2 separate regions of the Sus scrofa genome follow, and region 2 is linked to region 1. Evidence: chromatin contacts called from public Hi-C data. All regions are on one chromosome and are shown on one strand. Each heading gives the region's core, a stretch centred on a gene start, on an enhancer-like site or on the middle of the called end of the contact. The rest is flanking DNA. Distances are from core to core; before and after follow the strand shown.

Region 1 (3,511 bases), core at 441-2,940:
CACAGACTGTAGTTTGCTAAGCCTAGTTTTTTGTTTTTCTGGGTCTGTGGTGTACAACCTACACCACAGCTGTGGCAATGGCGGATCCTTTAACCCACTGCACAGGGCCAGGGATCAAATCTGCATCTCTGCAGGCACCAGACCCGCTGAAGTTGGATTCTTTTTTTTTTTTTTTTCAGCTTTTGTCTTTTGAGGGCTGCACCTGCAGCATATGAAAGTTCCCAGGCTTGGGGTGGAATTGGAGCTACAGCTGCTGGCCTACACCACAGCTCACGGCAACGCTGATCCCTGACCCACTGAGCAAGGCCAGGGATCAAAACTGCATCCTCATGGATACCAGCTGGATTCGCTTCCGCTGTGCCACAACAGGAATTCCCTGCAGTCGGATTCTCAACCTGCTGCACTGGGACTCCTAAACCCTGGTTTAAACCATCTCTTTACTATTTCTGCTACCTTCTTTCTTCCTAGAATTCCTGGATGGGAATAACCCTATGAGACTCAAAAGGAAAAGCCAGATCTCAAACCTAGAGGGTGATCAGCTATGTCTGACTAGTGCCAGTCTGGTTATGTGTGAAGAACAGGCTGGAGTAATAGGAGACAGTGCATATGGATGGAGAAGCCCCATTTAGGTCTTGGGGACAGAGATGAGGAAACATGGACCGTAGTGGGGCAGGGATTGGCCTGAGTGTCAGAGCCAGTTATGGGCTGAGCCAGCACTGGGACACAGGTCTGAGAGTCAGTCCCTATCATGGTGCTGATTTCTTTGTGTTGAAGCAGACTCAACTCAATCCAGGTGTTTCATCTCCAAAAGAAAAGGACCATGGGCTGAAGGGAAGCTAAGCACCAAGTCTGGGGAATTAACTGACTTCTGCCACCATCATCAACAATTCTCCCCTCTCACAGCCTACCTCCATTAGCAAGGGTTGTCACTTCTCCTTCTGAAATCCCTCTCAAATTGAGCTACTTTTCCCAGTGTACCTCATTACAGCCTACCTCTCCCGAAAGCCATCATCATCTGTTGCCTGGACAGCTGTACTATTTTTTTCCTCCCTGGTGTCACTCTTGCGTACCCACTCAGTCCCTTCTCCACGCGAAAGCAAGCGGGAGTTCTGCAAGGTAATCCAGATCACATCACTCCCTGGTTCAAAATCCTCCACAGCCCTCCAGATAACAGTCAAACCCTTTACCACGGTACGCACGACTGCACGATCTGGTCTCCTACTTTCTCTCCAAACTCATCTACTCCGCTCCGCCCCGCTCACTGCTCTTCTTGCTGTACCTCCAGCTACCAGGTGCCTTGCTTGGAATGCTTTTCACTTTCTTGTCGCTGTCTAGTTAATTCCGACGTGCTCAGACGTCCCCTTCTTCAAGAAGTCTTCCCTAACTCGGAGCCTCCCAACTCCCCGAGGGCTGGAGCCGGACCCACCAGCGCGGCTCACACAGCTACCCTACCTGCGATCCCGGCTCCTCCGCCTCCGCCTGCGCCGCCCCTCGTCGTCCCGGCGCCGTCGGCTTCTCCGCCCATGGCTCCCACTCCGACTTCGGCTCCGACTTCCGCTCCTACTCCGCTGTCTCCGGTTCCTGCGACCAGCGGACCGCGAACGCGAGCGTGTGTCCCGACCCATCGGCTGGGACGGTACCGGCGGCGCTGACACAAATATCCGGGGCCTGCGCCGGGGGCCTTCCTCCCTCGCGGCGCGTGCCTCGCTGCCCCGTCCGCGCCTGAACAGGAAGATAGGAACCCATCCCGCAGCCCCATACCGCGGGGACTCTGGAGCCCCGTAACCTCCAAACTGTCCTTAAGTGGGTCCTCTGTGACGGACTTCTGCCGGACTGTCGCCGCCAGGGATGGGGGACTCGCTCTTAAGGCAGTACTAAGGGCAGGCTCAGGTGGGTCCTCGCGCCTCAGGGAACCTGCATCTGTGGGCTGAGCAAGAGCGAATCAGGAACTGCGAGTGGGGCGGAGCCTGATGAGGCGGGACCAAGAAGAAGCCCGTCCAGAGAGGAAGTGGGGCCAGCGTGGGTGAAGCCTAGGAGGCGGGGTCAATAGAAGGCGTGGCCAAGGGAGGCGTGTCCGGGGAGTTTCTCGTCCAGATAGCTCAAGGAGCTGGGATGGGGACCGAAAAGCACTAGAGGCTGGATTGACCCTCTGTGAGAGTCATCATCATGCTCTACCACCCGCCAATGAATACTTACTGTGTTTCAGGGGTTAAGCTTTTTTTTTTTTTCTTTTTGGCTTTTTAGGTCCACACCCGCGGCATATGGAAGTTCCCAGGCTAGGGGTCCAATCAGAGCTACAGGGGCCGGCCTACACCACAGCCATAGCAACGAAGGATCCAAGCCGCGTCTGCAGCCTACACCACAGCTCAGGGCAATGCTGGATCCTTAACACACTAATAGAGGCCAGGGATCGAACCTGCATCCTCATGGATCCTTGTCAGGTTCGTTAACTGCTGAGCCACGAAAGGAACTCTTGCTTTTTTTTTTTTTAAGTTTTATTGAAATATATTTGAGGGAGTTCCCATTATGGATCACTGGTAAAGAACCCGACTAGTATCCATGAGGACGAAAGTTTGTCAATCCCTGGCCCCGCTAAGGACCCAGCATTGCTGTGAGCTGTGGTATAGATCAAAGAGGTAGCTCTGCTCTGGCATTTTTGTGGCTATGGTGTAGGCTGGCGCCTGCAGCTCCAATTCAATCTCTAGCCTGGGAACTTCCACATGCCACGGGTGTGACCCTAAAAAGACAAAAGAAAGAAATATAGTTGATCTACAAGGTTGTGGAGTCAAAGCTTAAAAAAAAAACCTAAATTCCCCATCAACCCATTTTGTAGATGGGGAAAGTGAGGACCAGAGAAGGAATGTCATTTTTTGTCTTTTTGCCTTTTCTAGGGCCGCTCCGGTGGCATATGGAGATTCCCAGGCTATGGGTCTAATCAGAGCCATAGCCACCGGCCTATGCCAGAGCCACGGCAATGCGGGATCTGAGCCACGTCTGTGAACTACACCACAGCTCGCGGCAACACCAGATCCTCAACCCACTGAGCAAGGCCAGGGATCGAACCCACAACCTCGTGGTTCCTAGTCAGATTCGTTAACCACTGCACCACGATGGGAACTCCAGGAATGTTATTCTAATACCTCTGTGCCCAATGAGACAGCATAGAGCTGGGATTTGAACTTGGTGGTTCAGCTTTGCCCTCTTTCAATGTTTATCTTTTTTTTTTTTTTTTAATTTTTTCAGCCACCCCAAGGCATATGGAGTTGCCAGGCTGGGGATCAGATCCAAGCCCCAGTTGTGGCAACTCTGGGTCGTTTATCCCACTGTGCCGGAACAGGGATTGAACCTGTGTCTTGGCGCTGCAAATTCTTTTGCACCACAGCAGGAGCTCCTTTAAACGTTCATCTTGTAACACAACTCCCTAACACAACACTAAATGCTAGCTTTGTATGCTCTGCTTGTTGTTGAGATTCAGGTAGGGGTGAGGGCACAGAGGGAACCCCTGATAACT
Region 2 (3,511 bases), core at 408-2,907, 73 kb before region 1:
TTTTTGTTTGAGTTTTGTTTTTGTTTTGTTTTTTAATAAGAAAACTGGCCTATGTGTACCGCACCCTGGCCCTGGTTCTGCTTGTAGGCCCTGGCCCAGGGAGCACAGAAGGGACGTGAAACCATGAACACAGTGTTGTCAGCACGCACCATGGCGGGAGCGGCAGTGGGTGCCGTGCAGGGCGTTCCCCTTGGGATGCAGCATGACGGTCATTAAGCCACAGGGGTTGTGCACGGCTGGGGCTCCCAGTTCGTCTGTCTGGGCCTGACAGGTCAAGTGTGCATATGCTGAGACCCCACACCAGCCTGAATGTCACAAACGTAGTGACGGGCTGGCCTTCGTGAGAGGCTGTGGTTAGTGAGTGGCTCTGGTGTCCCTGAATTCTGGACCTGTGATTCACGCCCATCCCTGCGGTCTGGCTGGTTCCCATGAGAGGAGTAGGGAGGGTGAGAGCTAACCTGGTGGGGAAACCTCCATCTGACAGCTGGGGCACCAAGCCTACTGGGGACATTGCCAGCCCAGCGGCCTGCCATGGGGGAGGGTGTATGTGGTGGGGCAGGATTTGTTTCCATCAATCCTGGGATGGTAAAGGTGAAAGGGAAGTAGTGACATGGTGATAGCCGAAGGTGAGCAGGGGCCTTCCCTGTCATGCAGCGGCTTCTGGGAAGGATGTGGGGGGTCAAGAGGGCTGCAAGGGTATGGGGGAGGCAAGAGGTCCTGGGGGCCAGAGAGGAAAGTAGCCCAGGCCAGAGAGGCTATACCACTGGGTGGGCTGGCAGGCCTGGAGACCCCAGGGGGTCTTGAGAAGGATAAGGCCTCCTGTGGTGAGCAGCTGCCCACAACTGGTGGGCACCCCAGGCCCTTTCCTCCTAGTGAAGATCCCTGTTCTGGGCACTGGGGACAAGAGAAGCCAGACCCAAGACCTGCCCTTGAGGAGCTTCTGCTGTGGCAGGTGAGTGGGACTGTAGAGTGTTAGGCATGTCTGGCTGTCATGGGGCGAAAGTAGAGTGAGGCCTTGGGAGAGAGCAGCTTTGCGTCGAGGGCTTACTATGAATCTGATGTTTGAGCAAGGGCCTTAGGGGAAGCATGGACACAGCTGGGCAGAGGTGGTGCTCCAGACCAGGGCATGGCTCAGGCCAAAGCCTTGGAACAGGACCAGGCCTGATGTGTTGGAGGAAGGGCAAGGAGGTACATGTGGCTGGAGCAGAGTGAGTGAGAAGAGGAGGGCAGGTCGTGCAGGGGCTTGTGGGCTGCAGGGAGGACTGGGCTTTACCCCCACTGGGGTGGGAGGTCTTGACTGTGCTGAGATGGGAAGGGATGAGATTGCCATGTAGAGACCTGAAAACAGGTGGGCGGCGGCACAGAGACCAGAGAGGAGGAGGCTCTGAGCAAGGCAGGTGATGACATGGACTATGGCCAGGAACAGATGAACATGGTGAAAGGCAGGAAGCTTCTGGATTTTTTGTTAATGTTTTGTATGTGTAGTGAAATGTGCGTAACATTAAAGTGTATGATTTAGTGCTTTTTAGTATATTTACTATGTTGTGCCACCGTCACCACTAATTCCAGAACATTCTATCATCCCAAAAGAAGCCCTTTCCGCATGAGCAGTTACTCCCATCCCTCCTCAGCCCCTTGACAACCAGGAATTCAGCCTCTGTCTCTCTGGATGTGCCTGTTCTGGAAGTTTCCCATCTATGGAGTTGCACACTGTGACCTTCTGTGTCTGTTTTACTCACTGAGCATCGTGGTCTCAAGGCCTGTCCATGTTGTGTCAGTGCGTTGCTCCTTTTTGAGGCTGCGTGATACTCCACTGTGTGGAGGGTTACATTTTGTGTGTGTGTTCTGTAGTTGGTGGGCATTTGGATTGTTTCCACTCTGTGGCGGTTGTAGATCGTGCTGCTGGGAACTCGGCATGTGCACACACTGGATATTGGATATATTTTGGAAACAGATGAAGTACGGGCTGGGGTGGGGAGAGAATGTGGGAGCTGAGGTTGCTGCAGGGTCCCAGCTTGAGCATCTGGGAAGGTGGCACTGAGGGTGCAGGAGGGAAATTCAGACGCTTCCTTCGGTTCAGGGCCCTTCACAGGGGTGCTAGGAGGCTAAGGAGAGGTGGAGGGGGAGCCCCATGCCAGGGTGCCACCTCCTTCCTCCAGCCTCTGTGCTCCTGGCCTCTTGGCAGGGGGCCAGCCTGCCCAGCTGTTGCCAGGACACTGGGGTGCCTTTGTTGCTGTCAACAATGGCCCCACAGGCCTTGGAGGCATGAGCCCCTGGGCATCCAGAGGCAGACATGCAGACCCTGAGGCGGAAGGCTGCCCAGCCCTATGTCCCCCGGGATACCCTTGAGGTGGACTTCCCGGCATCACTGTACAGGTGAGCACCACCCTACCCCTTCCCTCTCTTGCTCTCTCTGGGTTTGGCTTCCTGCCAGCCTCATCTTTTCTCTATAAAGGCCCTTGGGTGCTGCACCAGCTCCCCTCCTCCTATTCTGGCTGATCCCTGCACCTGCCCGAGCCAGGATTGGGACCTGGCAGGAGTGCATGCAGGTCACATGTGATCATTTCTGCGTGCACAACACATGCACACAGCCAGCAGAACAAACGCTAGGTACCCGGGAGCCCTGTGCTGCTGGAATAGCACCTGGGATGGGGCAACTTCAAGCACAGAATTTACCCTCTCCCAGCACCAGGGGCCAGATGTCCCAGACCAAACGTGTCCAAGGGGTGGGGCCTTCTGAGACCATGAGGAAGGATCTGTCCTATGTTCCTCCCAACTACTGGAGACTGCTGGCAGTCCATGGTGTCCCTGGGCTTGTAAAAGCATTGCCCCATCTCAGCCTGTCATCACCTGGCCTTTTCCCAACTGTCCAGATCCCATCCTTTCAGGACATCAGGTATTGCCTTAAGACCTCCCTAACCTGGCATGACCTCACCTTAAGTTTTGTCTGATAAGACCCTATTTCCAAATAGGGTCATGTTCTGAGATTCTGGGTGGATGTGGATTTGGGGGACTACTTTCTACCCAGCAGAGGCTCCATTAATTAGCACTGATAAACTACAATGGGTTTAGTATTAGGCAGCTTTAAGAAAAGGTAAGTGAACAAACACCCTTGATGTTGCTCCATTTTCAAGAACAATAAGGGGGGAAAAATGTGAAACCACAATTGAAGCAGGTTCCCACATCTGTGTACTGGGAGGGACAGGGGCACAGCACACATACATCTTCATGGAGGAAGAGTGGCAGCCCGGGTACAGGGGCTGGCAGCTGGGATGAGGGCAGCCTCACTTCTGTTTTTAGTGCTATTATTTAGTAGATCTCTTGATTATAGACATTCATTTATTAAGAGAAAGCTTTTTTCCAGTTATAATGGAATTTTTTTGAGGTATAATTGACACAGACTTTTTCATTGTATGTTATGTTAGACTGTTTTAATTCCTTTTTACAAACCATGTGCATTTTGATGTTTCAGTTCATTTTGTAGTTCAAAAGGGTTGGCCCTGCCAGACAG

The links. A called contact is a pair of places that touch in the nucleus more often than the background predicts.
Region 2: a Hi-C map of embryonic fibroblasts shows a contact between it and region 1, with 4 times the contacts expected there. The contact joins the promoter of C2H19orf71 here to the promoter of CACTIN in region 1. A contact is called at or near these places in 2 of 5 promoter capture datasets (fetal liver and liver), 2 of 47 Hi-C or Micro-C datasets (both in embryonic fibroblasts) and 1 of 2 datasets of contacts at active chromatin or transcription factors (alveolar macrophages).

Annotation. Positions count from the first base shown.
Region 1 is chr2:75,047,429-75,050,939 of Sscrofa11.1, reverse strand. CACTIN (cactin) reads right to left here and starts at 1,690. Exons shown (of 11, transcript XM_021084098.1): 1 at 1,453-1,690. The coding sequence starts at 1,625.
Region 2 is chr2:75,120,610-75,124,120 of Sscrofa11.1, reverse strand. It overlaps C2H19orf71, which reads left to right and starts at 1,657. Exons shown (of 3, transcript XM_013987308.2): 1 at 1,657-2,376. The coding sequence starts at 2,294. It overlaps MFSD12 (major facilitator superfamily domain-containing protein 12), which reads right to left. Exons shown (of 10, transcript XM_021084115.1): 10 at 3,415-3,511. It also overlaps a transcript of FZR1 not described here.